Regions from separate parts of the Mus musculus genome. Here all the other regions are linked to region 1. A link is a contact called in public capture Hi-C and promoter capture Hi-C data. All regions are on one chromosome and are shown on one strand. The core of a region is the stretch at or near the end of the contact, and the rest is flanking DNA. Distances in the headings are between cores, read along the strand shown. Region 1 holds the start of Vamp3 (vesicle-associated membrane protein 3). Region 2 holds the start of Tardbp (TAR DNA binding protein). Region 3 holds the start of Cep104 (centrosomal protein 104). Region 4 holds the start of Agtrap (angiotensin II, type I receptor-associated protein). Region 5 holds the start of Exosc10 (exosome component 10). Region 6 holds the start of Lrrc47 (leucine rich repeat containing 47). Region 7 holds the start of Fbxo6 (F-box protein 6).

What was found. Promoter capture Hi-C pulls out the DNA fragments that hold promoters and counts their contacts. Capture Hi-C pulls out chosen DNA fragments and counts their contacts.
Region 2: a contact with region 1 is called in a promoter capture Hi-C map of pre-B cells, with 3 times the contacts expected there. The contact joins the promoter of Tardbp here to the promoter of Vamp3 in region 1. A contact is called at or near these places in 5 of 39 promoter capture datasets (cranial neural crest, fetal liver, liver and 2 more) and 2 of 9 other capture datasets (adipose tissue and liver).
Region 3: a contact with region 1 is called in a promoter capture Hi-C map of liver, with 4 times the contacts expected there. The contact joins the promoter of Cep104 here to the promoter of Vamp3 in region 1. A contact is called at or near these places in 5 of 39 promoter capture datasets (the C10 cell line, hematopoietic stem and progenitor cells, liver and 1 more), 1 of 484 Hi-C or Micro-C datasets (pre-B cells), 2 of 115 datasets of contacts at active chromatin or transcription factors (bone marrow-derived macrophages and extraembryonic endoderm stem cells) and 1 of 9 other capture datasets (liver).
Region 4: a contact with region 1 is called in a promoter capture Hi-C map of adipose tissue, with 2.7 times the contacts expected there. The contact joins the promoter of Agtrap here to the promoter of Vamp3 in region 1. A contact is called at or near these places in 2 of 39 promoter capture datasets (liver and pre-B cells), 1 of 115 datasets of contacts at active chromatin or transcription factors (bone marrow-derived dendritic cells) and 1 of 9 other capture datasets (adipose tissue).
Region 5: a contact with region 1 is called in a promoter capture Hi-C map of pre-B cells, with 2.3 times the contacts expected there. The contact joins the promoter of Exosc10 here to the promoter of Vamp3 in region 1. A contact is called at or near these places in 2 of 39 promoter capture datasets (liver and pre-B cells) and 1 of 9 other capture datasets (liver).
Region 6: a capture Hi-C map of embryonic stem cells shows a contact between it and region 1, with 6 times the contacts expected there. The contact joins the promoter of Lrrc47 here to the promoter of Vamp3 in region 1. A contact is called at or near these places in 1 of 39 promoter capture datasets (the C10 cell line), 1 of 115 datasets of contacts at active chromatin or transcription factors (astrocytes) and 1 of 9 other capture datasets (embryonic stem cells).
Region 7: a promoter capture Hi-C map of liver shows a contact between it and region 1, with 2.9 times the contacts expected there. The contact joins the promoter of Fbxo6 here to the promoter of Vamp3 in region 1. A contact is called at or near these places in 3 of 39 promoter capture datasets (the C10 cell line, liver and pre-B cells), 4 of 484 Hi-C or Micro-C datasets (CD4 T cells, CD8 T cells, double positive thymocytes and 1 more), 1 of 115 datasets of contacts at active chromatin or transcription factors (large pre-B cells) and 3 of 9 other capture datasets (adipose tissue, liver and macrophages).

What each region holds. Positions count from the first base shown.
Region 1 is chr4:151,055,425-151,059,657 of GRCm38.p6, reverse strand. Vamp3 (vesicle-associated membrane protein 3) reads left to right here and starts at 1,705. Exons shown (of 5, transcript NM_009498.4): 1 at 1,705-1,784; 2 at 3,415-3,496. The coding sequence starts at 1,783. Gm38529 reads right to left here. Exons shown (of 2, transcript XM_017320565.2): 2 at 602-3,706. The coding sequence starts at 2,217. The coding sequence ends at 1,648. It overlaps Camta1 (calmodulin binding transcription activator 1), which reads left to right. Exons shown (of 24, transcript NM_001081557.3): 24 at 1-135.
Region 2 is chr4:148,625,301-148,629,196 of GRCm38.p6, reverse strand. It overlaps Tardbp (TAR DNA binding protein), which reads left to right and starts at 2,201. Exons shown (of 6, transcript NM_145556.4): 1 at 2,201-2,516; 2 at 3,821-3,896. The coding sequence starts at 3,835.
Region 3 is chr4:153,973,882-153,977,568 of GRCm38.p6, reverse strand. Cep104 (centrosomal protein 104) reads right to left here and starts at 2,008. Exons shown (of 22, transcript NM_177673.2): 1 at 1,972-2,008. It overlaps Dffb (DNA fragmentation factor, beta subunit), which reads left to right and starts at 2,488. Exons shown (of 7, transcript NM_007859.4): 1 at 2,488-2,702; 2 at 2,874-3,000. The coding sequence starts at 2,580.
Region 4 is chr4:148,085,490-148,089,656 of GRCm38.p6, reverse strand. It overlaps Agtrap (angiotensin II, type I receptor-associated protein), which reads left to right and starts at 1,593. Exons shown (of 5, transcript NM_009642.5): 1 at 1,593-1,740. The coding sequence starts at 1,714.
Region 5 is chr4:148,556,532-148,560,576 of GRCm38.p6, reverse strand. Exosc10 (exosome component 10) reads right to left here and starts at 2,158. Exons shown (of 25, transcript NM_016699.3): 1 at 1,999-2,158; 2 at 893-1,029. The coding sequence starts at 2,109. It overlaps Mtor (mechanistic target of rapamycin kinase), which reads right to left. Exons shown (of 58, transcript NM_020009.2): 58 at 2,892-3,732. The coding sequence ends at 3,717.
Region 6 is chr4:154,010,227-154,014,106 of GRCm38.p6, reverse strand. Lrrc47 (leucine rich repeat containing 47) reads right to left here and starts at 2,304. Exons shown (of 7, transcript NM_201226.1): 1 at 1,671-2,304. The coding sequence starts at 2,291. It overlaps Gm31566 (a long non-coding RNA gene), which reads left to right and starts at 2,846. Exons shown (of 8, transcript XR_391010.4): 1 at 2,846-3,712.
Region 7 is chr4:148,150,463-148,154,718 of GRCm38.p6, reverse strand. It overlaps Fbxo6 (F-box protein 6), which reads left to right and starts at 2,690. Exons shown (of 6, transcript NM_001163706.1): 1 at 2,690-2,777. It overlaps Fbxo44 (F-box protein 44), which reads left to right. Exons shown (of 6, transcript NM_173401.5): 6 at 1,075-1,920. The coding sequence ends at 1,218.

The DNA of each region.
Region 1 (4,233 bases), core at 456-2,955:
ATGGATCTGTTGAAGAACTCAGCTGCTGGAAACCATGCAAAATGTTTTGAATTGCCCTTAAAAATATGGAAAATGTTTTCTGAATGCTTTATATTCTTTCTGCTGTAAATTAAAAATGAAGAAAATTTCCCCATATTATCTGTGTTTTGCTTTAACCTGATCTGAAATCCAAGGTGTTGACAGTGAGGTCATAGTTAGAACTGGAAGTATTATTTTACTTTCCACATGCAGTGTTCTCCCACCCAGCCTTTCACTTAGAGCCACTTTCCCAAAGCACTTCCTTTCTACCTACCTTGCCTGGTTCCTTAACACATCGATTTATTTTAAATGCAGTTACTTGGAAGATAAGGATCTCAATTTTAAATTAACCTTTCTCATGTAGCTCAGAGTACCCATGAATTCCCAACGCTTAAGCTTAAGGGTGACATTGAACCTCTTAACCTTTTACCTAAAAGCTTTCGTTGCGATTATGGGTGTGCTAACAGCCTGGGTCTACGTGGTTCTGGGGATCAAACCCAGGGCTGCATATTAGACAAGCACTCTGCCAACTAAGTACACTCTTTAGCTCTACTAGGTAGTTGGCTGGGTTGTGTGTGTGTGGTTTTTGTGTGTGTTTTTTTTTTTTTTAAGACCCTTTCCAGCTTACCTCACAAGGCCTCCCTGCTAGGTATTCTTCGTCACTGTTCCAGTCCTCTTGGCTGTAGAGTTCTGTTATCTCTCTGGTAGGACTTCACTTCTGATCTACCTCAGAACTAGTGCCAGTTTCACACTCTGAACCTCCCACCAGGAGCCCACTGCATTTTCTGTTCACTGTTTAAGCCCGGCCCCACACTCTCCATTTCCTCCTATCCAGAATGGTTTTTATAACTACTACTCAACCTAGTACCCACTGGTGTGGCGCTCTTTAATTGCAACACACACCTTTGGGAGTTACCATGCTGAAGTGGAAAAATACCTTAGTGTATTTCATTGAGTGAATCCACCAACGGAGTTTATTTAGTCTGTTTTAGACCTTGTTGGGATTCTTTTCCACATAACTACTCACCCCCGTTGAACAAAAATTGAGTGTCGTCTCCGCAAGGGCCAGGGAATTACAGAAATGAAGAACCTTACAGTTCTCTAAGCCAAGGCTCCCTTTAGGGATTTAATATCCGTGCAATGGCAAATATTTGTCATGTGAGAACCTGAGAGGAGACTTCTCCCAAATCCTGTGGCCAAGACTCCACATGGACTTCCTACTGCCTCTTTCTCAGAAAAGAACTTTGTCTCCTCAGGACCACTAGATTATTCTGGAACGTTAGGCACGTCCGCTGTTTCTAACATGAGAGACAAGGTATGCGGGCTCACAGTAATGTAAAACGTACCCATTCTCACTCTAAACTGCCTTTCCAGGGCTAGAGACAGGGCAGCAGAGACACTGCAGGGAGCTGCTGTGATTCCTTGGCGGCGAAGAGCCCAGCCCAAAGGCGCAGGCGCCGCGCTCTAGCCCCGCCCACTTGTCCACCGAGAACGCCCGCCCACTCGTCAGCGCCGGCGCTACTTCAGCGCAAGCTCTGGCCCCTCCCACTCCGCTCTGCTCCGAGGTGACAGCCCGCGCTGCGCCCGGCTCGATTCCTATCCCGCCCATTTCCGGCGCGCCCCTGGCGACTAAGAGCGCGTCGCGGGTTCCGGTCCGGCCACCGCTCGTGACGTCACCACGGCCCCGCCCATCTCCTCAGCCTCGGTTGCCTGCAGCGCGAGTCCGTCGACCCTCGGCCATTCGCCGCCGCCACCGCCGCCAAAATGTGAGTGACGCGCTGCGCTGAGAGGCGAGGCGGGCTCCGGGGATGGTGGCCCACTCCTGCGACCCGCTTCAGGCGCGGTGGCCGCTGCTTGACACTCGGACTCGAGTGGAGGCCTCGCAGGCCTACGCGCGGAGTCCCGGGGCCTGAGGTGGGCAGCGGCCCCGCGGTGCACCCTGTCCCCGGACGCTGCGGGACGAGTCGTGGCGCCGCGACGTCCCCGAGTGCCCCGCGGACGGCGGGCAGACGCGGAAGGACGGGGGTGGGGACACCGCCTGACCGAGGAAGCGGCCGCCACACCCCGCGGCTCCTTCCTCGCGAGGGGCGGGAGCGAGCGTGAACGCTCACTCTGTGCGCGGGGTGCGCCCGGCAGGAGCGGGAGACCTGAGGTGGCCGGGAGCCCGTCGTAGGCCAGCGTTTGGCGCTCCCGACGCATCTGGGCAATGGGTTTCTCTTCCGTTTTAAGCCAGCACACTCTGGTTTTAAAATTGGTTTCTAATTGCAACCTTCAGCCAGAATTGTTGTCACCACTTAAGATGTACCTGGTCAGACTGCTGAGCAAATGGCAGTGTCCGGTCCACACTCAAGAGGATTAAATTGGTTCAGTTCAGCCAGCCGCATGTTCAGCCTAAGTTTTAATAAGATGGGAAGGATCGTAGTATCCTCTTTAGTGATATTAGACTTTAAAGAGAGAAAAAATAAATAACATGGATAGTGCTTCCAGAGCACGGTCCTTACCTGTTTAATTTTCGGACCCTGAGTTATGTGAGACAGCCATCAGTGATGTGTCCTTGGTGGTAGACACAGTGCAAACTTTAAAAAGTGCTGTGAGTCAACCCTAGAGTGACAGTTGTGTAGGAAGGCAAAAATTGGAAGCTGTTTTAGATACAAGAGTTTAATGGAGGCAATAAGGACTTAAAAACCAGAGTACTTGTGAAAAGTGGGGATGAGTGAAAATCCAGACTCACTGAACCTATGAGAGATGAATGACTTTCCAACAGAGACAGTTGCTTCAGCCTCCTTCCCGTTCATACAGACCCCCTCCATGCACTTTGAACCTATTTCTTCATATTGTCTGTTCTGTGATTGTTCCTAATTATCAGCCACAACAAAAAGATCAGGAGTCTACTTTAAACATCTGTGTGTCTTAAAGCAAGTTTAAAAAAAAAAAAAACCCACACTTTATTGACATAGAACAGATCTTGTTAAATATTTGTTTCAGACTTTTATCACTATCAAGTGATACAGTCTTAAGAATTATTGAGGGGTTATAAAAACATATTAGTGCCTTTATTTTTTACCTTGGGACTTTTAAGAAATAACTGCAGTGTAAGGAGTTAAGACTGCGTCCCACCATAACAGTTTATACACACAAACAGGCCATGGTATACTTGAGAGCAAAGGACACTTGAGAGCAGAGAACAACCTCACATGTCAGTCCTGGCTTTCCACCTTATTGGAGACACTATCTCTTGTTCAGTGCTGCATGTATCAGGTGAGCTGGCCCTCAGGCTTCCAAGACTCTCATGTGTCCACCTCCCATGTCATGGTTGGAGCATTGGGATTATATATTAGCTTATCAAGTGCACTGGGAATTACAGTGTACTCATACTTGTGACTTTATACCTTTCAGGTCTACAGGTGTGCCTTCGGGGTCAAGTGCTGCCACTGGCAGTAATCGAAGACTCCAGCAGACACAAAATCAAGTAGATGAGGTACCACTCTAAAATTTTAAATGTGACTTTTAAACAAACATGGGAATTCTCTAGAATTTTATTTAGAAAAAGAGTCGTTGGAGCTAGAAAGATGTCTCGGGAGTTAAAAGAACACTTACTTGTTCTAGCAGAGGATCCACCTGGGTTCCAAGCACTCTCATTTGTATCACGAAACTGCTTGTAACTGCCTCCAAGGGCACATGCATGCACCTGTACACACAGACACAAGCATGTAATTATTTTTTTAAAACATTAGAGAAAAAAGGCATCAGCAGTGTGTGGGCATAAATTTTGACTATATCAGAAGTCATCTTTTTAAACGTGTATTTAAAGGGCAATAGTACAGATTCTGCGAGAAACTCAGACAAGTATTTCCATATTCTTTTTGTTTAGGTTTATTTTTATTTTATGTATATGATGCTTTGCCTGAATGTTCTAGAAGCCATCTTCTAAGCACAAAGGAGACTCTTCCTGGTTTCATACTAATTTTTCTACTACCAATTACAAACCTAAAACATATCTGAAAGCTTGTCCCCAGAGCCACTTGTAAGATAGGGTAATTGGATTATTCAAGCCAGGAACAAGTCTTTCTGATTTGGGTTTTGTTTTGTTTCCAAATTGTTGTGTGTCTTATAGCCAGGTTTACTAGTTCCCTAATAGAGGCAGGTCTTTGCTTTCTCTGATATTTGTTGAAGGACCCATAGCAGGTGGAACTGCTGTAGCCCCAGCTCTCCCTA
Region 2 (3,896 bases), core at 952-3,451, 2.4 Mb after region 1:
GCTCTGTTAGCATCAGGCATGCCCACAGTGCACAGACATACATGCAGGCAAAACACCCACACATGATAAGAAAAAAAAAAAAAAACAAACCTTAAAACTTATAATGCTCCCCTCACAGGTGGGGTGCGGTGTATCACACCTCTAATACCAGTACGCTAGAATAGAAACAACAGCAAAGACCAGCATGGGCTATGCATTAAGTTGGAGGCCAGCGGGAGCCACATGAGACTCTGACCCAAAAAGAAAAATAATAATTAAATAAAAACCCAATATGGTCTAGCCAGATGTGGAGGCATAGATACACCTTTCATCCCAGCACTTGGAAAGTGGAGGCAGGCAGAGCTCTCTGAGTTCCAGGGCAGCTGTAATGATGCATATCTATAGTTCCCGAAGTCTGGAGACCTGCCTGGGGGAAAGACTGATTTGAAGGTCAACCTGGAATATACAGTAGGACCCTGTCTAAAAAAAAAAAAAAAGATAGCTGGTGCCAGCTAGATGGCTCACAGAAAAACTCACACAGAGCAGGTTTGGTTTCCCACAGAGACGTGAACACAGAAAATAAATAAAAAATGCAAGCTGGGCGTGGTGGCGCACGCCTTTAATCCCAGCACTCGGGAGGCAGAGACAGGCGGATTTCTGAGTTTGAAGCCAGCCTGGTCTACAAAGTGAGTTCCACGACAGCCAGGGCTACACAGAGAAACCTTTTCTCGAAAAACCAAAAAAAAAAAAAAAAAAAAAAAAAAAAATCAAAAAAAAAAAATGCAATCATCCTTTTAAACTACTGTTAAAGTTCTTGACTTTTCCAGGCATGGTAGCACAGGTCTGTAATCCCGGACAGTCAGGAGGCCAGGCCCAGGCTCTGCTGTATGAAACCTTGTCTTAGGAGACAAACAAAAAACCATTTTGGTGACTCACACCTGTAATCCCAACACTGAAGGCGCAGATTCAGGAAAGGCATAGCAAATCTGAGGCCAGCCTGGTCTACACAGTAAGTTCTAAGCCAGCCAAAGACTACGCAGAAATCCTGTTTTGTTTGTTTGTTTGTTAAGTTCAAAACCAAAAAGTAAATAATGCTGGGTGGAAGGACTCATGCCTATAATCCCAGCACTCAGATGGTTGAGGCAGGAGGACAGGCCAGGAGTTCCTGGCCAGCCTGGGCTCTAATGGAAGTTAGGGGCTAGACATTAACATCTGTTCTTCCAATGCCATCTTCTTACAAGGTAGCTGTGAGGAGGAAATGAATTCATTTATAAACTTAAAGTGGGAAGGCTTGGCCTGATGGTGATCTGCAATCCTACCCCATTCCTCCCAGAAGGGAGGCAGAGGCAGGAGGAACCCAGCAAGCTCAAGGCCAGCCTGTTCTGTACAGCAAGACCCAGTTTCAGTAAATAAAGCAACTGTGTAAAACCTTTGTGCCTAAGCTTTGAATCTGATACACCAAGAAATTCCAACCCTGAGTAAAGAGTCTACATCTGCTGCTTGGTGGTAGAGCTAGCCTTCAGCCTTTTTAAAGTTATACTAGGACTCGTCAACTGGAACCGAAATACTGAAACATCCAAGTAGTTTTTTGCTGTAGGATTCAGACCCTAGTGGGGCCTCTTTCTCATGGTGACTTCATGCAAGGTACTCAACTCTGTGCCTCAGTTTCTTCACTTATTGAAAGAGGAGAGAGTATCACGACTATCGTGTAGACTGCTAGGGCAGCATCCACACTTGGCAGCCTTGATGAGTTAAAGGACAGCCTGGGCTACACAGTGACTTTGAGATCCCTGTCTCTAAAACAGTATCTGATGGCTAAGCCCAAGGTCAATGGGAAGACACTTGCCTGCCATTCACAAGATTCTGGTTTGTTTTTCTCCCCCTAGAGCCAGAGAGTGCTAAAAGGTACTTGATACAAAATAGTACTTAGAACAGGGACCATTTTGCAGATCAAAGTTAATGTTTCCACGTTGGAAATTAACGAGCAAAGGCAGAAGACATTTAAGAGTCGCCTTTAGACTAGGAACCCAGGGTTCCCAGGGATTCCCCCCCAAGCCCTTACGCGTTCAGTCGCAGGCTCCGCCCCCTTTCCCTCCTAGCCCCGCCCCTGCCGCCCCAGTCCCGGCCTGCGCTAGTCTCGCGCATTCTCGGCGCGCGCGAGCTCCTCGACTAGGGCCGGCCGTTGGTCAGGCGAAGCCATCTACCGCGTTACGTAGGGGGACTCGGAAGGCCGAGTGGCCGTTCTGTCCTTCATCTGTCAGTTTTTCAGACCCAGCTGTTTTCATTGTTGCGTTTCTTTACTTTTTTCTATACGCCGAAGAGCCTGCTAGCATCCGAGCCTCTGGGAGGAGAGAGCGCCTGTGGCTTCCCTCGGAGAGCGCCCCTCCTGCAGGGAAGCCAGTGGGAGAGGCCGAAGGCGGGCGAGGGCGGGAGGCGGCCCTAGCGCCATTTTGTGGGCACGGAGCGGTAGCGCGGCTGTTGTCGGATTCCTTCCCGTCTGTGCTTCCTCCTTGTGCTTCCTAGCAGTGGCCTAGCGGGTAGGTTGGTCGCCAAGGCCGGCCTGCGTGCCTCGAGTGTTGCTTCGGAGAGGCCCGGTGCGGCCTGCGCCGCGGGGAGGGAGCGGTAGAGCGGGGCCTGGTTGGCCTCGCGCAGCCGCGTCGTTAAGGCCTAAGCGCGGGCAGTAGCCGGAGCGGGACGCCGGGCCTCTGCTTGGCTGTGAAGCCACGGGCGGAAGTGTGTGGCCGCCCCGGGTTTCCAGGCGTCCTAGTCCCTGTAGATTGTCGCTTTTGAGAATAACTGTTGTCACCATGGGACTTGGACCTCCGCGGGCCCCACCCTGGGCCCAGTTGAAAGGGGGGGAAAATCATCAACGTTGTCTGTCGCGCACGGCCTTCTGGGAAGCGGCGGCCTACCTCCCGGAGTAGCCGTCGTTGCTCCCTCGACGCCTAACTTTAGCCAGACCTTTCCGAGGATGAGCACCAGAACTGCTAGATAACTGTTCTGATGTCGGTGTTCGTGCTCCACCAGCACAGGGAGGGTTCCTCAGATCCCAATGCTTGGCTGGTTTTTTCCACGTTAAAGCACGTGCTAAACCCGATTCAGGTCCAGGCTATAGAAGAAACTTAATTCAGAATGGTTACGAAATACGGTAGCCTGTAATCTGTGCGCTCCAGGTAAGAAATGACGAGTGCAAGAAAAAAAATCGGGGCAGATACTTAGTTCTTTAACACCTTGTTTTTGTCTGGCTTTGTAGCCAACGGGCCACATGGTAACACTGTTGCCATTTTAGCACCGGAAGCTTATAGTGTGCGCTGAGAAAATAGAACTGGCGGGCAGAGCGCCACATGAACACCGGTTTTCCCTGTGGCTGCCCCGGAACTCAGTAGACTAGGCCAGCCTCGAACTCAAAAAGATCTGCCTGCCTCAAGAGTGCTGAGATTAAAGGCGTGGGTTATCGTGCTCGACAAAAATCACATTTTTTTTTAAAGATTTATTTTATTAATATATGTAAGTACACTGTAGCTGTCTTCAGACACTCCAGAAGAGGGAGTCAGATCTTGTTGCGGATGGTTGTGAGCCACCATGTGGTTGCTGGGATTTGAACTCTGGACCTTCTGAAGAGCAGTCGGGTGCTCTTACCCACTGAGCCATCTCAACAGCCCCCAAAATCACATTTTTATTTTAGAAAATACCTTTTCTCTATTTTTTTTTCAGGGATGGCAAAAGAAACATTTTAGGTAGCAGGAATCTTTTCAGGAAGTGGGAATAAAGTGGTGTGATAATAGCCAATTATGAAAAGATAACTCCTCTGATTTTCTTGCTCATTTCTTTTTCCTTTAAGAGATTTAAGCAAAGATGTCTGAATATATTCGGGTAACAGAAGATGAGAACGATGAACCCATTGAAATACCATCAGA
Region 3 (3,687 bases), core at 759-3,258, 2.9 Mb before region 1:
AGCAGTGGAGGGCCTGCCCAAGTGGAGCTAACTTTGGGCGGCAGCACTGACAGAGAGCAGCAACACACAGGTCCTCAGATGTGATCATACTGAGAGCCCAAAGTGCTTATGGCCCCTTGGTTACTTCTTAGTTACCAAGCCAATCAAACACTTGCTAAGCAAGATGCTGAAGTAAACCATCAGAAGAAAAACCACTGCTCCTAACACGGAACAAAGAAGTCCATTGGAAGTTTCTTGGAATAAGATACAACATTGAAATACTCTATAGACTCTGACATCCAAACTATCCCACAGGAAATCCGGCTCATGTGAACACACTTGATGTGTAATCTAGATCTTTCTCTTCCACTGGATTTGAAAAGGACCATCCCAAGAATCAATGCCTGTCTGGCATTTGCTGGTGTTTTGGGGTATGTATGTATTAAATTATTAAGAGTTAGAATGGCAAGTCACTGTTAAAGATGCTACATGAGTTCCCTGTGGCTGTAACGGCAGCAGAGTAGAGGAGACTGACCCAGAAAATAGCGGAGAGCAGTGATAAGCATAGCTGGGTGACTTGGCATGCTTCTCCTTTAATCTGTGAGGCTACACTCCTAGTTCACACAGGTTCTGAACCCCGAGCTGATCTCCCTCAACCACCATCCTCCCCTTTAGCACAAGAGGGCAGCACGGTATGAAGGATTACTGGATTCCACCCTTCTTCCTTATCTCTATTCCAGATGGGTACAACTGCCCGTTCAACCTATGCTCCTGTCAAGACAAACATTCTTTAAATCCAACTTTGATCACCCCTCTCCAGGTCTTAATTTTAAAACCCTAGGCAGCCCCATTGTAGGAGTAGAAGTGCTAATTATGACCGGACACCTTGTTTCCCCAGTCTCCATTCTTGTCTTGGATTTTTTTTTTGTTTGTTTTTATTTTTGGGACAGAGTCTCTTATTTAGGCCTGACTGGCCTAGAACTTGTTATGTAGTCTAGACTGGCCTCAAACTCACAGAGATTCTCCTGCCTCTGCATCCCAAGTACTAGGATTAAAGGTATGTGACACTATGCCCGGTTATGACTTGAATTCTAGAGAATAGTCAAATCTAACGAACTTCTCCAGTGCCTTGACCAGACCCTGTGTCTTCAAGAGCCCGTGTCAGGTGTGGTAGTGCATGCCTTTGATCCCAGAACTTGGAGGATCTCGGAGTTTGAGGTCAGTATGGTCTATATGTAGTAGTTCTAGGGCTACACAGTGAGACAGTCTCAAAAAAAAAAAAAAAAAAACAAAAACCAAAAAACAAGCAAGCAAACAAACAAACAAACAAAAATCAGGTCTGTCTACCTCGTCTCTGTGGTGCATAGAACAGAATGTTAACAGCAGATACAAGTGTATGCCCAATAAAACTAAAACAAAGTACGGGTACTGAAGATCCCTGCAGGAGGGCTGTGGGGGCAGCGTGGCCAAAACACTGGGGCCTCAATAAGGACATCTACAAAATGTACATTTTCAGCCGATGCACTCACTGGAGCCCTTCCACCTCCTGTTCCTTCCCGCCTCACAAAGCCCACCACAGATCTGGATCTGTGCAATGCTGTGTTACTAGCTGGTTACCACAGGCGGCTGGTGTTCCAGCTGCCACTAGGGCAGCCACAGCCAGCAGTGTCAATTGACATTTACCCTAGCATTGCTTATAAACTAAGCCCCAACTCTTCTATTTTTGGTTATGAACTTACCCTGTCATCTTTCCAACCAGAAACCCGAACTCAATGTAGCAACTTCCAAACATTTTGTTACAAGGATATGAAAAGTGTTTCCAGTTTTCTTTTCAAGAAAACGTAAATGTTACAATATTAAGTAATGATCTGGGGCCAAGTAATTTTAAGGACTGAGAGTGCTTTAGAGAATCTTAACGCTTAAAAAGCACAACAAACCAAACCCAGCGAACAAACAAAACCCCCAAACGACACGGATCGAAGTGTAGCCTACCCGGAGCCAGAGCTACAGTCTTTAGTCTCGTGGCAACTGCTCCTGTTCAGTAACGCATGCAGACGAGGACAAGGCGGGGCTCGAATCCGATTCCGGACACGAAGGCTGAGATGCGCTGCAGGGAGGCCTGGAACAGGCACTGGCCGCGCAGTCCCTCCAAGGCCAGGTGTCAGGGAGCCTCCGCCCCGGGTGCCTGCCGAAGACCGAGGCCACGCAGGGTCACAGAGCGCCGCGGAAACGACCAGGCGGGGCCGCTGCGATGTCGGCCTCCGCTATCTTCGGAGGGGTCTCGGTCCAGCCGCCCCCACCCCGGGCCTCTGAGGAGGGCAGCAGAGGAGCAGCCCGGGCTGCCTCTGCCCAGGGCCCGGGCCGCAGCTGCGCTCCCATAGCAACCAGGCCGGCCCGCGCGGTACGCCTGCGCGTCCGCCCGCCGGCGCCTGCGTGCGCATCCAGGCCTCGAGGATTCTGGCTGGGGACAGGTCCTGCAGTCGGACGTTTCCGGTTGCACCTACCTACGTAGAGAAAAGAGTTCCGGGCCGCGTCTACGCACCACAGTTCCGGGCAGGAACGTTACAAGTCCAGTGTCGCTACGGTACCGCAGCCCTGCAATGTGCGCGGTGCTCCGCCAACCCAAATGCGTCAAGTTGCGAGCCCTACATAGCGCCTGCAAGTTCGGCGTGGCGGCCCGGAGCTGCCAGGAGCTGCTGCGTAAGGGCTGCGTCCGCTTCCAGGTGGGTCTTGCATTCCGGGCAAGCACTGCGCGGCGGGCACCTTGGCTTCCACCCCTACGATTTCCATCCTCTTGGGTGGGCTTGGACAGGCGCTAGGCTTCTACAGTACGCAGAGCTGGCTGTCTGGAAGCCAAGACTGTTGTGGGACAAGCTGATCTTCTTGTCCTCCAGCTCCCGATGCCCGGTTCCCGGCTGTGCCTGTACGAAGATGGCACGGAGGTGACGGACGACTGCTTCCCGGGCCTTCCCAACGACGCTGAGCTCCTATTGCTCACCGCTGGCGAGACCTGGCATGGCTGTGAGTAGGAACACTTTGGAGATGGGAGGGACCTACACGGTTTAAAGCCTCGTCGAGGGGCCCGGGCAGGAACCCAGAAGATCTGGTTAAAGGCTCTGAATGCCAAAAGCTTTTGCTGAAGAACTTTGATTTTAATTTTGAAACTGCCAAGGGCAAGGGAAGGATTGAGACTGGGGTCGGTGCTGCTGTGCTGTGCTGTGCTGTGCTGTGGTGTGCTGTGCTGTGCTGTGGTGTGCTGTGCTGTGCTGTGCTGTGCTGTGCTGTGCTGTGCTGTGGTGTGCTGTGCTGTGCTGTGGTGTGCTGTGCTGTGCTGTGCTGTGGTGTGCTGTGCTGTGCTGTGCTGTGCTGGGTTGGGCTGGGCTGGGCTGGGCAGGGCAGGGCAGGGCAGGGCAGGGCAGGGCAGGGCAGGGCAGGGCAGGGCAGGGCAGGTCTTGGTTCCATTCACTGTTGCTCCGGGCTGTACTTCGACCAGTGTGCTGAAATGCTCTCAGGTATCATGGTTTTCATTCAGGCTATTCTAGGTAGGTGTGATGACAGATCATTGTAGTCTTAATCCGAATTTCCCTGGTGGCTAATGGGATTGGGTATTATCTTCCTATTTACCACTTGAAGGCACTCTTCAGAGAAGCGATTCTTCGCGTTTTTTGTGTTTCTTAGTCGGATTTATAAAGCTGTTTAAATATTTAG
Region 4 (4,167 bases), core at 344-2,843, 3.0 Mb after region 1:
AGAACAGGAAACTCTCAAGTTCAAGGCCAGCCTGGACATCACAGAAATACTCTGCCTAGAAACAAAATCAGAATAGCTGTCCATTACAATGGCAGACTTGTAGTTCGCCTTCCTTGGGGACTGAGGGTTGTGCCTTCAAATGGGCTATTAAATTAGGTCTGCCCCGCCCCAACTTCTCTCATCTTCCCAGAAGAAAAGTCCTATCTGGGGATCTGTGACCTAGATGTCATCTTGTGTCCACTCAGGGGGTCTCATGGGTTCCCATATGGCTTCTATTCTTCTGGAGTCACACCCACCAGCCCAGGCTGGGCAGCTCCCGCCTCCTGAGAGCTCTCAGCATGTCTGAAGGCTCAGCAGGGGAGACTTCCTGTTAATTGTCCTGACTGAATGTCTTCCAACTTTTGCTATGTTGGGCAAGTGGACTCCAAGTGGCTGGCTCCTCATATATTGGTGGTACTAGAGCTTGTGTGCATCAGCCACTGACACCCGGCACAGCTCTGATCATTTGGAACTTTACCTAGGCTATGCTGGTACTGTAAACAGATGCTGGTAAACAGATGCTATAACACTGAGCCCTGACCCCCTCATTTTTGGACAAAGTCTCACTGTTGCCCAGGTTGGCTTTAAACTGCTGGGCTCTAGAGTCCTCCAGCCTCTCCTTCCCTTGTGGTGGGGGCTATTCAGCCATCAGCTGGAAAGCCCCTTTCTTGACTTCAGGTCCTGTCTCCCTTTCCTTACCCTGGCTTCAGAACCCAGGATGGAAGGAGAACCATCCACACTCTCGCCTCCCCACTCATGTTGTGGCATGCATCCACCCACCCCACTAAGTAGATCAATAAGACATAAACACGGTCTTACTTTATAAGCCAGGCAGGCTTTGATATCATTATATCTTTGCCTCGACTTCCCCTTCCTTCCTTTCTTTTTAATGTATTCTATGAAATTCTCTTGAAATCCAATAAGCTTGGAAGGAAAATTTAATACAGTAAGAACAGAGCTTCGATTTTTTTTTCAGATTTATTTATTTTTGTCTTGTGTATACGAATGTCTCACCTGCCTGTGTGTGTATATGCACTTGTGTCTGGAGCCTGCGGAGGACAAAAGAGGGTGGTTGTATCACAAGTACATGATTGTGAGCCGGCATGTGGGTTCTGGGAACCCAAGCCTAGAAAAAGTAGTAACATGTGCTCTTAATCACGGAATCCTCTCCAACCCTCACTTTTTATCTTTATGGACATGAATTCATTCACTGATCCTCACAAAGATGATGAGGTAGGCACTGTTCTAATTCTTGTGCAAGGGAAGTAAGAGAGGAGAGAGGATGTTCTGGGCAGACACCAACTGTTACCACACCCGCAGTTTCTGCCCGCTTGCCCCAGGCTCCTCTGGCTGTAGGTCGTCCCACCACCTCACCTCGATCCCACTTAGGCAGCCCGTTGAGCCCCTAGGCTGCAGAAATCCCGACCTCCTGGCTTGAAGCACAGGAGCTGGTAGAGGCCTAGGCAGTAGTAGTAGCAGGAGCCTGAGCCTAGCAGCAAGAGCAGCTGCCTGACGCCGTCTCCTAGCAACCGGCTGCAGTCACGTGGCCGCGCGAGTTGGCCTCCCGCCGTTGGAACTGGCGCAACGCGACGGGCGGGGCCAGGAAGTTTGTTCCCGAGTTCGGAGCCCAGGAGTCCCCGCGGCCGTCGCTCAGGTGCCCTCCGCCGGGTCGGGATGGAGCTGCCTGCCGTGAACTTGAAGGTGGCCGCGCGGCCGGGGCGGGCGGGGGTCCAGGAACCTGGGGAACGGAGTCGGAGCAGAAGGGAAGGTCCAGAGCCCCGGGGAGGAGGCGGCGGACACGGAGAGGGACACCTGGGGACAGAGACGGACAGGGCCGCCCCTCCCGGACAGACCCAGGCTGGCACGGGCACCGGACCGCCCGGGCCTGCGCTCCTGGTGTCCCCCACAGCAGGACAGGGACATCTATCCTTCTGAGAGGTCAGTGCAGTTCGGGGGGGGGGGTCTGTCTGAGTGCTGGCTCAAGTTAGGAGAAATCCGCTGTCCCCAAACAATTGCTTCTCCCTAATTTCCACATGCAGCGTCCTTATTTCATAATTAAGAAGCAGGAACTTAAGAGGTTTCCTAAAATCAAAAACCCCAGAGGCTACTTTGAGCTCCGGGCAGCGGGGCTGCGTAGGATGTCTTCATTTCCTAAGTTCTTTTTCTCTCTCAGCCCTCCTCATTTGCAACAGAGGTGCTGGCCACTTAGCTTCGGCCAGAACCGTGTGGACCTGGAAGTAAACCGGCCATCTTGGGCCTTTGGTGCCAGCTCCGTGAAACCCTAAGACTCCCAGGTGTTAAGCCATTTAGCACCCTTTGGTGTCTGAGAGGAAAGGGCCGGAAGATAGAGGTGCTTTGGAGCAGTTGTGTGATTTCATATGGGCTGGGCTGTGACTTGCTCTGGCCGGTTTCCCATTCCTAAACTGCTGGCTAGCAGCAGGAGGGAGATTGGAGCAAAGGAATGGGCTTGAGCGATCCATTATCTAGGGACAGAATTACAGGCAGGACTTGGAGGCAGTCTGGAGGTCAGGCTCTGCCTTATTCTGCTGGAATAATTACGAGGACAGCACAAGTCTCAATGGTAGAACATTTGAGTAGCCCACCCCAGGCCTGGGGTTCCATCCCAGGACCACACACTAACAAATAATAATAAAACGCAGGAACAGGTGAGAAAAATGTGATGTTTATGGGCTGATATGTTTTATTCATTTGAGTCAGGGTCTCGTGTACTAACTTACTGTGTAGCCTTGAACTTACTGTGTACCTGAGGATTGCCACAAACTTCTGATCCTCCTGCCTCCACCTCTCCAGTGCCAGGATTACACAGTAGTGGCGATGAAACCCAGGGCTTCCTGCAGGATAAGGAAACACTCCACCAACCGAGCCGTATCCCCAACCTGTGTTGCTTGTTTTTCTTAGTCTCCGTCCTCCGCTGAAAAAGCTGAAGCTGTACTCTGTCGTTTTTGTTTAGAGTTGGGGGACTTGCTATCTAGCTCTGGCTGGCCTGGAACTCACTATAGAAATCAGGCTGTCTTTGAATTGACAAGAGATCTGCTTGCTTTTGCCTCCTGAGTGCTAGGATTAAAGGTGTGCACCACCATACCTGACCTAGAGAAGCCGTGTTCTTTTATCGGGGTGCAAACTTCAGCTTAGATCATACGAGGAAATTGTCCGAGTCTCCCAAGAAATAAGTGGTACAGTCAGGATTCGAACCCCCAAAGACTCAGCTCCAGTGGTTTGCATTTCCTGGTATTGTTGCTTTGGGCTAACTTTGGTTTTGATGGCCTACATCGTCTTTTAGAACCTGATAGGTACAGTGTATCCATCACAAATGTAAGATAGCAGGCTTTCCAGCCCAGCATACAAACACTAGGCCCTCCACTGAGATCATGTGTGCTTTGCAGGCTTTGAAGGGCAGTGCCCAGGCTAGGGGTTGTGAAGTAACACCCAGTCACTTTTGGGCTTCGCATCAAGGACAAAGTCGTACCATGTGTCTCAGGATTGGGGACACACTGAATCATTCACAATCTGAAATTCAGAATGAGGCTGGGTGTTGTGTTATTTTGTCTGCAAGATCTGGTGTCCCTATGGGAGGCAGCTGGGACACCATTGGCTGCCCCTTTCAGTCCACCCTCTCTGTCTTTTAAAAAGACACCAGCTCTTCTCAGCACTTGGCCCAGGCTCTGTGAAAGAAGTCGGGTCCCTAACTGGGCTTCTTGCTTGTCTTAAGCAGGAGCTAAACTGAAGCAGCTCAGGTTGGACTAGACTTGTGAAGCCCTGGGAGGAGCAGTGGGGGGGGGGGGGCAGCGATGCGGCCTGCTGTGTTTGAGTGTTTGACACACTTCTACCACAGAGTCCCTGCTGCGCTGAAGAGCAGGTGGCCGTTGTATGTATGGAGACTTGCCCAAGTTTATGTGTTAAGATCTGTTCCATGGTCTGACTCCAAAGTCTGCCAGAGGACCTGCCTCTCCTCCTGGGTAGCCCTTGAATTTAGCTGTCCTGGGGGCATCCTACTGCCTTGTCTAATAGGCCGCCAAATGTTTGCACAGGACACACGGGGATGTTTTAAGTTGAGGTCTGGGACATCCCCAGCCCCTCCTCCTTTGGGAGTGGTAAACAAAGGCTTGT
Region 5 (4,045 bases), core at 909-3,408, 2.5 Mb after region 1:
AGACGATTTAAACAAACAAACAATGTGTACATCTATGTGTGAGTTCCCCTGCCCATGTGTAAAGGTCAGAGGACAACTTGCAGAAGCTTGCTCGCTCCATCCTGAGAGTCGCAGGGGTTCAATTCATGCTGTCAGGCTTAGAATTAGGTGACTTTTGCCTACTGAATCATCTTGCTGGCCCCTAATTTATTTTTAACGATCATAGATCATGCTGGCTGTGATGGCGCACATATCTATTTTAGCACTCAAGAGGTAGGGAAAGGTTGATCTCTAAGATTTTCAAGGCCAGCTTGGTCTACATAGCAAGTTCCAGGCTAGCCCGGGCTCCATGTATGCTCTCTTAACAACCAGAGGCCATGCGATTATCCTATGTTCACTGGCCTTTAGCAGTGCTTTTTTTTTTTGTTTGTTTTGTTTTTTTGTGGTTGGTTGGTACCGGAATTCAGACCCAGAAACCCAACCATTCTCATTACTTCCCAACCGCTGAGGTATGTGACCCTCAGGAAAATCTTTTCTTTCTTCCTTTCTTCCTCTTTCTTTCTTTCTTTCTTTCTTTCTTTCTTTCTTTCTTTCTTTCTTTCTTTCTTTCTCTCTCTCTCTCTCTCTCTCTCTCTCTCTCTCTCTCTCTCTCTCTCTCTCTCTCTCTCTCTCTCTCTTCTCTCTCTCTCTCTCTCTCTCTCTAAGATTTATTTATTTATTATAGGTGAGTACACTGTAGCTGTCTTCAGACACACCAGAAGAGGGCATTGGATCTCATTACAGATGGTTGTGAGCCACCACGTGGTTGGTTGCTGGGATTTGAACTCTGGACCTTTGGAAGAACAGTTAGTGCTCTTAACCGCTCAGCCATCTCTCCAGCCCCTCTTTCTTTCAATCAACGTAATAAACTTACCACTGCAGTAACCTGTCTCCTTGTGTCTCACAGAATGCCTGGAAGGCAGGGAAACTTCTGTAAAAATCATACTCGTCACCGAACTGTGGCAGGCCCCCGGATGCCTTGGTAACTGCCACTACCGACCCAAGTGCAAACTGAAAATCCAGAGAAAAAGACACATTTTAGACACGGATTCCTGTCCATTCAACAGAAATAAATAAAAAAAAAAAACCTCACAAGAGCTGGAGAGACTCAGTGTTAAAAGAGCGCTTAGCACTTCTCTTACAGGACCTGGGTTAGGATGGGCTCAGACATACAGAGATCCGCCTGCCTCTGCCTCCCAAGTGCTGGGATTAAAGGTGTGCACCACTCCCACCCCACTCAGATGACCATTTTATATCCAGTGCTTTCGATAAGACTGTTGTGAGGTAGTTAAGGGTAAACAATCAGAAGCAGCTGTCGTTGATAAATAATGGGTCACAGACCCACCAATACCCTGCCTGCTTACATTATGATTCATAACGGTAGCAAAATTACTGTTACAAATTAGCGACGAAAATAATATATTTTTTTAAACTAACAAGAGGATCGCAATTTACTTTGAAGTTAATGTCTACATAGATTGCTTGCAGCAAGGCCATCAATGAAAATGATCTTACGGTTGGGGGACCCCGGCAGATGGGAGGTGTGAAGGCCTAATGACAGCATCATGAATTTTGTGAACAAAGACTTTAAATAAATTAAAAAAAAAAAAACTCTATGCTCCTTCTCAAGAGGTCCTTTGACACTTGGAGAGGCTTGATGTCACCCGTGACGGGGGACAGTCAACCCACGAGATTGGGGTAACGGACGTCAGGGCAGCAGCGGGGTGAGCAATGGGAGGGAGCGTCTCCCAGCTGTCGGGCCCCTCGGGAGAGGTAGTGACAAGGACGCCCCTCCGAGGCCGCGGACACGGCTCGACACGCGAAGCCACACGCGCTCACACCGGAAGCGCGGAGCCCTCCTCTCCCGCTCTCCGTGCGCGCCGTCAGGCCGCCGTGACGGGCGCCGGAAGCCCGTAGCCTCAGACCCGTTTCCGGCCAGAACAGGGGGCTCCTGGGGAGCCCCAGGGCCCGCGAACTCACCTTTACGAAGCTGTCTGCATCGGGGAAGCCAGGCAGTACCATCTCCGCGTCAGGCTTGGTCGCACTGGTCGCCGGCGCGGACTGATGCTCCCGGGGACTGGGAGGCGCCATTTTTCCGTCCTAGGGCGGCTCTTCTCGCGAGATTGTTCCGGCTGCCCGAGGCGGGCGTAACACGCATGCGCGCGGTTAAATCCTCCCCCCACCCCTCACCAAGTAGCGTAGCTTTGTGGGTCTTGCCTTAACGATGGGGAAATTTAGGCTTTTCTTTGATTTCACGCTGTATCCTAACAAACCTGTGGCCTCGCCTGAGAACTGGAGGGAGGGTACAATCAAAATCACATTTAAAGCTAGCTCTTCACCTCCGATCCGCCTGCCTCATCCACTCAAGTGCTGGGATTAAAGACGTGCAAAACCACGTTAGGATTGGGTTTTTCCAATTTGTTTAAAACATTGGGCGAGGGAGGGAAGGGAGGTTTTGAAGCAGTTAAGAACACTCGCTGTTTTTTTTTAAAGAGGACCACAGCACGCAGGCTTGAAGTTCATGACCACTTGTAACTCCAGTTCCAAGGGAGCAGATGACTTCAACTGGCTGACATGGGCACCCATACACATACATACATGTGCCATACTGATAAAGTGACACGCCTATGTGTGTGTGTGTGTATGTATGTATGTATGTATGTATGTATGTATGTATGTATGTATTCTCGTTTATTATGACAGGGTTTTCTGTGTAGTCCTGAAACTCAAGAGACCCATGGTTGCCTGTCTAGTGCTGGAATGTAATGGTGTTAGCTCCTGTGCCTGTTAGTCAGTGGCTCACCACTGAGTTTAATCCAAAGCCCAATAACAGAATTTACAAAATGATGAACAGAAAGCCAGTCATACACATATATGCTTTTAAAATTCTGATGTCATTTATTGGCACAAAATTTACTCAGATACAACGTGGTGTCTAGATGTGGCTTTACTTTATACTTTGTGTATTTAGTTGGATATTTACTTTGCTTATAACTCACAACCTGCTCTAGTGTGTCCCTCTGTGATCAGCATTTATGTTCTGAGTCCCTGCTGCAAATACAGCATATCCCTCCCTCACTGAACACAGTAGAGCCAGTGTGGCCCCGCATGGAGATCCTTGGCACACCTGCTCATGCCCGGTGGCCAGGCTTCTGAACAAATGTCCTCCTGGAAGGGCAGGTCTTGTGAGTTTCAGCATCGTGGGGTCAGGCGGAAGACAGACTCTCTTAGCCATGTTGGCCCATCCTGCAAATGTCGCCACTGCATCCAGGGACGGGTGAGGTAACAGGATAGTGGAGTGCCGACCTCTGTGTCCTTGCCGTTGGAGCCCCTGGTTGAGAGGACCAACTGGATTATTCTGTCAGCAATGTTTATGATGAGTTTTCTTGTAAGTTAAGTCAAAACCCGTATTTCTCAGTTACCCATCTTCTGTTCTCCCAAAATCCAAGGCTTGGCTTCTGAAGGATTACTGTGTTTCACTGTCCTGGGAACTGAATCAAGCCTTGTGTTTCTGACAGTGTCTTTTCAACAGCAGCTAGGAGGTTGGCGGAAGCCAACTTTGAATATACAGTAGTTCTTTTCATATACATTTCAAAATATTTAACAAGTCCAACTGTCTGTCCATGGTTTTAGTCCACTGGAAGCACAGACAAGGTACTAAAGCCTGGGAGGAGACGACGTGGTTTTCCAGGCCTCAGTTACCAGAAGGGACACCTAGGAAGGTGACAGAAAGGGGACGGTCAGTCAGAGCCCCGTGGGACTCAGTCAGTATCACTAGTCAAGGGCTAACGGGCCTGAGCTCCCAGAGATCTCTCTGCCCAGACTCGATTACAGGATTACCAATCTTCTTCTTCCCTTTTTCTCTCTAGTCATTGCTCTGACTCTTCCTGTGCCCTTCTACATCTCAGGAGTGACAACAAAAATCTAAAGCCACCACAGAAAGTCACACACCTGCCCATTCTAAACTGTAGCTCTGAAGCAGCTGTGACTTCCAGATACAGATCACAGCTCTCAGTTTCCCGTTAGA
Region 6 (3,880 bases), core at 1,055-3,554, 3.0 Mb before region 1:
TGTTAAGATGCAATCTACTGAAGACCTGGGGGAGAAATACGCAGAAGGGGGCAGCGGTGGGGCTGAGCCTCAGAAAGAGCCCTTAGGGAGGGGATCTTCCAGGGATACCATCTGACAAGGGCGGGTCAGAGCAGGAAGCAACAATCCCAATGCCAGTTGAGCATCTCCCTGGGGCCCTGTGAGGACAGCAGCAAAGGTGAAGAGTGAGTCGAAGAGAGGCAGGTGGGTCTTGCCACACAGAGACACAGGGTGAAGCGTCCTGGTGAGAAAGGTGATGCTTGCCCATGTTTACCCAGCCCTCAGTGCCTAGAGCGGCAACCTTGTCATGGGAGTGGGGCCAGGGTCCAAGGTGTGATGGGCAAGCACAGACGTGAAGCCTTTTGGGCCCTCCGGGGGGAGGGGGGGAGAGGCAATACCACCAAAAGGTGAAGCAGGGCGGATGTGCCAGCCTCCTCCCAGTGCCCACGGGACTGCTGTGCTTGGCCGGCTGTATGCCTTGCAGGGTATATACGCTCAACACCTTACATCAGAACTTCCAGGAGAACACAAACCCCAGCCAGTACAGTGACAACCAGGGCTGCCTCTGCTGGGAAAGGGATCACAGCATGGTGGTGAGGGCCAAGTGAGACACATGCAAGGGGCTTCAGTCTCAGAAACCACAGCACGTCAATGGCTGATACAAAGACATGCACCATATTGAACAGTCATCAGCCTTCTGGCAAACCAATATATCTACTACATAGGAAGGCAGAACAGTGTACAGCCTGTGTCATACCCAAGCCATGGGGACACCTGTAACATAGAGGGCCAAGGTACCTCAGGGAGTATCATCTTGTAGACTCGCTGGCCTATCTCTCCACACCCCCACCCCGAGAAAGCAAGAGCGAGAGCGAGGAGGGAGGGACAGGTGTCTTAATTAAACACACACACACACACACACACACACACACACACACGAATACTAGCAAGGTGAGCTCTGATCTCTCAAGAGCAAATTTCCTTGCCAATCCATCATTAGGAAAGGGCTGCATAAACTCAAGGATGAGAAGACACACAGGCTGGCGCTACCAAGAATACAAAGGGTAGGGGGTGTGATGGAGGGGGTGTGGTAGGGGAACTGACATGGCCAGATGACAGGACTGGACTGTGGAGATCCTAGAGTGGAGTCAGGTCAGGTTGTGGCTTTGCATCTTCTGCCTTCTCACCCCTCACTCAACACACAATGAGCACCTGGTGGGCGTCAGGCACAACGGGAGCCTGGGACCACAAAGAAGCCAATCTCTTACACAAGGCAGCCCCGAAGAAAACTCTAGGTGTGCTGTTGGCTTTGGGTAAGCACTTCGGCTCTCTATAAAACGGAAGCCATGATCCCGCCCACTGAAGGCTGTTGTTATGCGTGATTTTGTGCCTTGTCTGGACGCTCCGCCATTTGGAAACCCAATCAGTTACGCACACGCACACACGCGCGCCACACCTGGCTCTCTGCTCTTGAATTTCTTCCCACATGAGAAGTCTAACATTGATAGCAACTTTTAAACTGCCACACGTCCAGAGACCTCTGAGCTCGCAGGTCTGAGAACTGAGAGGAGACGGACCGGTTGCGGGGGCAAAGACATCCTCCAAGGAGGGACAGCAGGGCGCGCGTCTCCCTCCCCTCGGGTCCCACTGACCTTGAGCGAGGCAAGATGCGCGATGTCTGGGCTGAGCTCCCGCAGGCAGTTGTCGGCAGCTGCCAGCTCACTGAGCAGGGGCAGAGCTCCTGGCCGGAAGAGCTCGGGGGGAAAGGCGTCCAGGCGGTTGCCGGTGAGATTGAGGCTCTGCAGGCGAGGGGCGCAGCGCGCCAGGTCGGCGGGCAGCTCGCGCAGGCGGTTGCCGCTGAGGTTGAGGCTCTGCAGCTGCGGTAGTCCGGGGGGCTCGGCGGGGCCCAGGCCCTCGCCGGGCGGCAGCGTCTCCAACGCGTTGCCGGACAGGTCGAGGACGCGCAGCGCGGGCAGCGGCCCCAGCTCGGGGCTCAGGCCCGGCCCCAGCGCGTTGCGCCGCAGCACCAGGCTGTGCAGCTGCGGGAGGCCCTGCGCGAGGCCGGGCCCCGGCGCGCGCAGGCTGCCGCAGCCGCTCACCTCCAGGTAGTGCAGCAGCGGCAGCGTGAAGAGCCGCGGCGGAAGCCGCCCGCCCGCCGCCTTCACCCGCTCCTCCAGCCCGGGCCCGGTCAGCAGCAGCTCGCGCCGCCGCTCGCGCTCGGCCAGCTCCAGCTCCGGCCAGGCCTCGGACACGGCCATCGCCGCCGCCGCCATCGCGCCGCCCGTGCGCCGCTTCCGGAGTGCGGCGCCACACTTCCGGCGGGAGCCGGAAATGACCATAGAGAGAACACGCGCTCGCCAGAGAGTCTGGACGCAAGGGGTTTGTGGGACGGGTGTGTGGGGCGGCTCTGTTTTTAGCCTCAGCTTCACACTGGCTGTGTAGTGTGGCTGCGTGGAGTCCCACAGGTTAGGTGGTCACCTTTCCCACCCCCCAGATACCAACTAAAGACACGATTATTCTGGGGTTGTAGCTTAGTTAGTAGAGCGCTTGTTTGGCATACATGAAGCTCTGTTTGATTCCCAGCACAGTGTAAATGGGGCATGGTGGTGCACACACCTGTCATCCCAAGCGCTCAGCTGGTCGAGGGTTAAGGTTAAGGAAGGAATTCACTAGCCGGGCAGTGGTGCCTTTAATCCCAGCACTTGGGAGGCAGAGGCAAGTGGATTTCTGAGGCCAGCCTGGTCTACAGAGTGAGTTCCAGGACAGCCAGGGCTATACTGAGAAGCCCTGTCTCGAAAAACAAAACAAAACAAAACACAAACAAAGGAGCTTGACTTTATAGCAAGTTTGAGGTCAACCTGGGCGACTGAGACCATATTTAAAAAATAATAAAACAGGCAACAAGAAAGATTTAATTAATATGGTATACTGGAACAAGGGGGAAAAAAAGATAAAGGGCTCCAGAGCGCCCCCGTCCCCAGGTTTGTCTTCAAGGTACATAAGCCTTGGGACAGGCAACAAGAGGTAGTCCAGTTGGTAGAAACATGTCAGCCTAAGGCTCAATCCCCAGTACTGGGGGTTGGAGCAGTCCCGGGCCAGGGTGTGATCCAACCACCTTATGTTTTGGTTTTGTAAGGTAGTCGCAGAGGTTGAAGTTGTTTTATCTTCGGTCTTCCTTAGAAGACAGAGCTAACACGTTTCCATAGGTACTAATTAATGCTCCAGGATGAGGCCCTGTGGTTAGAAGTAATGGGCCAGGACAAACTCACTGCATTGCAACTGGAATGCACTTGGCATTAAGATAGTATAGAAGGCAGGCACATCTGTGGAGCCTGGATTATGATTAATAATCTTATTTGTGGCTTGCTAGGAACTATGCAGGAAAACCCAGCCAGGGTGACTGGGGGCAGGAGACACTTGTGGTGCTTATGGCTCAGGATGGCTGCAGTTATGTAGAGCATAACCCATGCAAATAGGAAGGCCCCACACACCATCACGGGTCTTTAAAAGAGAAGCAGGAGAGAAGGGAGCAGAAAGATGAACAGTGACAGCTTCAGACTGGAGTTGCTACAGAGACAGCCACAGAGATTTGGAAAAGACAAGCAAATGGATTCTCCGCCAGGAAGGAATGGACCTCATGCGTGTCTTAGCCTACGAAGACCTGTACCAGACCTCGGCGCAACAGGACTGTAAGGTGAAGCCTTTGTGGTGTGGGAAGCCAGTGGGAACTAACTTGCCAAGGCAGCATTGGGAAGTGCTGTTGTATATTCAGAAGCAATTATACTCTCCCCATCTTGGGTTTTAGACTGGGCTGAAGGTGTGGTGTTTGCTCTTTTACTAACTGTTCCTGAAGTGAACTGAG
Region 7 (4,256 bases), core at 1,441-3,940, 2.9 Mb after region 1:
ACCCATAAGTTCTGTGACTCTAGAGAGCCCTGATTAATACACAGGACTTGCCTCTCAGCTCTGCTGCTGCTGTGGGAAAGCAGCTTCAGACAAGTGAGCCCTGTTGAAGGGACAGACAGGACTGAGTTGCCAGTTGATCAGTGACTTTTGTTGACACTGTATCAGTGACTTGTCACTGCATCAACTTCCCTAGGGTAAGTTGGATTTAGGCTGAATAACGTGTTTCTTTTTTTTTTTTTTTAACTTAATTTAGTTTTTATTTCTTGTTTTGATTTTCTGATACAGGGTCTCATGTAGCCCAGGCTGGCCCTCAGCTTGCTACATAGCAGAAGACACCTTGAGCTCCTGGTCCTCCTGCCTCTAACCCCCACCCTGCCTGGTTTATGTGGTCTTGGGACTGAACACAGGGCTGTGTGTGTGTCGCTCTACAGGGCAAGTACTTTACTGAACTACAGCTCTTTTGTTGTCTTCTGATAGGGTCCCTCTAGGATCCTAGGTAGCCAGGGATGACCTTGAACTTGTGACCCTCCGGCCTTCACCTCCTGAATGCTAGAATGAAAGGTGTGTACCATCATGGTGCTGGGGATGAAACCTAGGGCTTCCAGCAGGCTACACAAGCACTTTTGATAAATCTCCCCCCACCCCCAGCTCTGTCCCTCTGTTCTTCTCGAAAAAGATTTATTTTTATTTTACGCATATAAGTGGTTTTTCCTGTGTGCCTAGAAGGCCAGAAGAGGGCTTCAGCTCTCCTGGAACTGGAGTTACAGATGGTTGTAAACTGCCCTGCAGGTGCTGAAAATGGAACCTTGGTCCTCTACAAGAGCAGTCAATGCTCCTAGATATGGAGTCATCTCTCCAGTCCCCCTGAGTTTGTTTTTGGAGACAGATCTTTTTTGTTGTTGTTTTTTTTGTTTTCTGTTTTGTTTTGTTTTTTGTTTTTTCCGAGACAGGGTTTCTCTGTATAGCCCTGGCTGTCCTGGAACTAACTCTGTAGACCAGGCCGGCCTCGAACTCAGTGGAGACAGATCTTACAGAGTAGACCTGACTGCTCCCCTCTGTCTGCCCCTGCCTCAGGTTTCACACACATTCTCCAACTATCCTCCCGGCGTCCGCTACATCTGGTTTCAGCACGGAGGCGTGGACACTCACTACTGGGCCGGCTGGTACGGCCCGAGAGTCACAAACAGCAGCATCACCATCGGGCCCCCGCTGCCCTGATGCCTCCTGAGCCCCAGTCCTCAGAGCCCTAATTAGTAAACAGTCAGAAAGGGCCAGGCTTGGGAAGGGGAGGTGGAAACTCCCAGACCTCATTGTTAGCCTTTGCCCCCAGCTGCCTGTGTGTGGAGTTTCTAATGTCTGGGCCACCCTCCTCTCTAGCTCTCCAGCAAAGCTGCCCCTCTAAGGGTGCAGTGCCTGAGGATAGGCAGATACAACAGGTCTCCATACTTCTCATGCTTGCCTAGACCTGTTTCTACCCCTGACCTCTCTCCTTGTTCTCCTCAAGGGCCCTGGAGAGCAGGGACAGACAACATATCTGACAGGCTTGGGGACTGCCTTTAATGATGTCATAAGGCAGATCTAGGATAGAAGGCTCTGCTGGCCAGTCCTTAGCCTGGTGGTCAGCTGCTGTACGCTCTCTGCTTTGGCTTTAAAGTCAGGCCTGGTACCAGATAGGCAGGATCAGACTATCTTTGTCATCCTACCAATGAGTGCAGGACTCCCCAGAAGACTCCGGATGAGAGGCCAGATGAGGGGTAGGATGGACCAGGGTTTTGAGTGGAAGGACCTGGCCAAGTCCTCTGTGGCTTGAAGATGCCCCAGCCCCATCGGTGGGAGCGTCAATTCACACACTACCCCCTTGACCCTAGCACCACTCCATCCCTCCTGTTACATAGCCAAATAAAATGTTTCCAGCCTCTGTGTGCCCTGCGGCTTTTGGAGGGGAGGGTTGGTTCATGGACAATCCTGCCTGGCCCTAGAGAGGCAGGAGTGTGGCTGCAGTCCATGCTATAAAGAGGGGTTGAGCATTTCAGGAGTGTGGCCATGGCATCCCCCAGCTTAAGGGGCAGAGCCCTCAGCCCTATAGCCCTCATGCCCGGGAGTGCAATCCAAGGTGGCCATGCCAGGCTCTGCAGTCACCTTGACGAGAACTTTACTGATTTTTTGGTTGAGCCCAGCACGCAACAGATGCACAATGCTTGTCAAAGTTAATTATCTCACTCCAAAATAGAATAGATGGGTTAAGCTAGGATGGCTGACCTCCTGCCTTGAAACTCCACTTTCACTTGATAAATGCTTTGTGAGTTAATTTTCACTAGGACCAGAATCCTCAGAGAAACCCAGAAAGAGGTTGGACACGGAGTGGTGGCTCAGGCATTTAATCCCAGCCTCAGGAGGCAGATGCTAGTGGATCTCTTGTGTGTTCAAGGCCAGCCTGGTCTACAGAGTGAGCTCCTGGATAAATAGACTTAGTCTCAAGAAAACAAAACCAAAAACCAAACAAACAAAGCCAGAGGAGGTACAGCTCTGCCCCTCCCCATGGGTGGGGCAGATCCAGTCGCCTGTCTGGTAGGGACTAGATTCTAAGTAGCGCTTCCTTCGCTGGAGGAGGAAGCAGGCCCGAGGTGGGAGCAAGCTGCTGAACCGCTTGTCGCCTGGAGGGGGAGACGGAAGCCGGGGAAGCCCGGCCAGTGGAGCAGCAGCTTGGTGAGGGGGGGGGGGGATCCTAGAGCTCCGAGCTCACCATCTTCGCACCGACGCGGAAGGCCCGCTGGTCGGTGCGTGACGCCAGTGGGAAGACGGGGCGGGGCGAGGTGACAGAGGACCGGGTCGCCGAGGTCCAGGCCCAAGGCCCTGGAGAGCTGAGGCCCCCCTTCCTCCGGTGCCCAGGTCGCGGCCGCTGGGCAGCGGGGACCGCGAGTGGCCGGCGGGAGGGTGGGGCCGGGCGCAGGTCACGCGCTCGTGGGGAGACTTGGGAGGGGTGCGGCAGGTGCTCTCGAGTCCGGCGCCGGGACGCGGGGACGCCGGGCCTGCTGTAGGCACGCGAGGGTCCCGGACGGTGGCGACACCGGCTTCTCCTTGGGACGCCGGGCTTCAGGCGCTAGGGTAGGACGTCCGCTCGTGACCCAGCCGCAGCCTGGTGTGGATTTTACCCCTAAGGCACACCAGGGGCACTGTAGTCTCCCTGGCAAGGTGGCTTGTTTTGGGGGGGGAGAGTGACACTGGAGTGGAATGCCATCAGGACCACGGCAGGGGGAGACCCCCCACTCGGGACACAGTGACTCACCCGTGTAGGCAGCTTTTAGGAGTTGCCGACATCTTTTAATGCGCATAGTTTAAGATTGTTGTTGGTTGTCCTTTCCTTAGGATGGAGCCCAGGGCCTCCCAAGTGTTAGATAAGCATGCTACCACCCGGCAGCACCTCCCCCACCCCCACCCCCACCCCACCCCCGTGAGGGGGAGACATTTCTGCTCCTTCTGCCTGGAAGTTCACAGTCCTTCTAAATGAGTCATTGCCAGCCTTATTTACTTTTACTTTGTATTTTGAGACGAGCAAAATTGATTAGGCTGGGACAAAAAGTTCAAACTTTCCACCGAGTATCTGGGACTGTGAGGGCGTGCCTCCACTCAGGTTTGTTGTTTGGGCTTTTCTTTTCTTTCTTTCTTTTTTTTTTTTTTTTAAATCTTTTTTGTTTGTTTTATGAGACAGGGTTTCTCTGTGTAGCCCTGGCTCTCCTGGAACTCACTCTGTAGACCAGGCTGGCCTCAAACTCAGAAATCCTCCTGACTCTGCCTCCCAAGTGCTAGGATTAAAGGCGTGTGCACCACCACTGCGGGTTTATCATTTTGTATTTTGACACAGGACGTTTAAAAAACTGTAAGCATTTGAAAGACCCTGCCCCTCCCTAGCTAAGAATTTAAGCTGGCCCCATGTGATCCCTTTCCTTCGTGTAGTAAATATTCCGGAGAGCCAGAGTGTATTCACCCTCTTGTGTGCTCAGACAGAAGCCCCCAGAAGACCACCAGCTTCCAGGAAAGGCTCTGAAAATTCTGAGAATGCTACAGTTTGTTTCCCTGAAAGCGGGTGGGGAGGCTTAGGCTCATTTGAGTGACAACATAGGGTCCCACCTCACACCTGGGGTAAGTCGGTGAAGTGAGCCTTGAAAGGAAGTTTTACTGCAATGGCAAAGCAGGACTCGCCTCCGAGAACTTAAGAGACAGCGCAGTGGCCCTGACTCTTTCCAGGTCACAGGCCC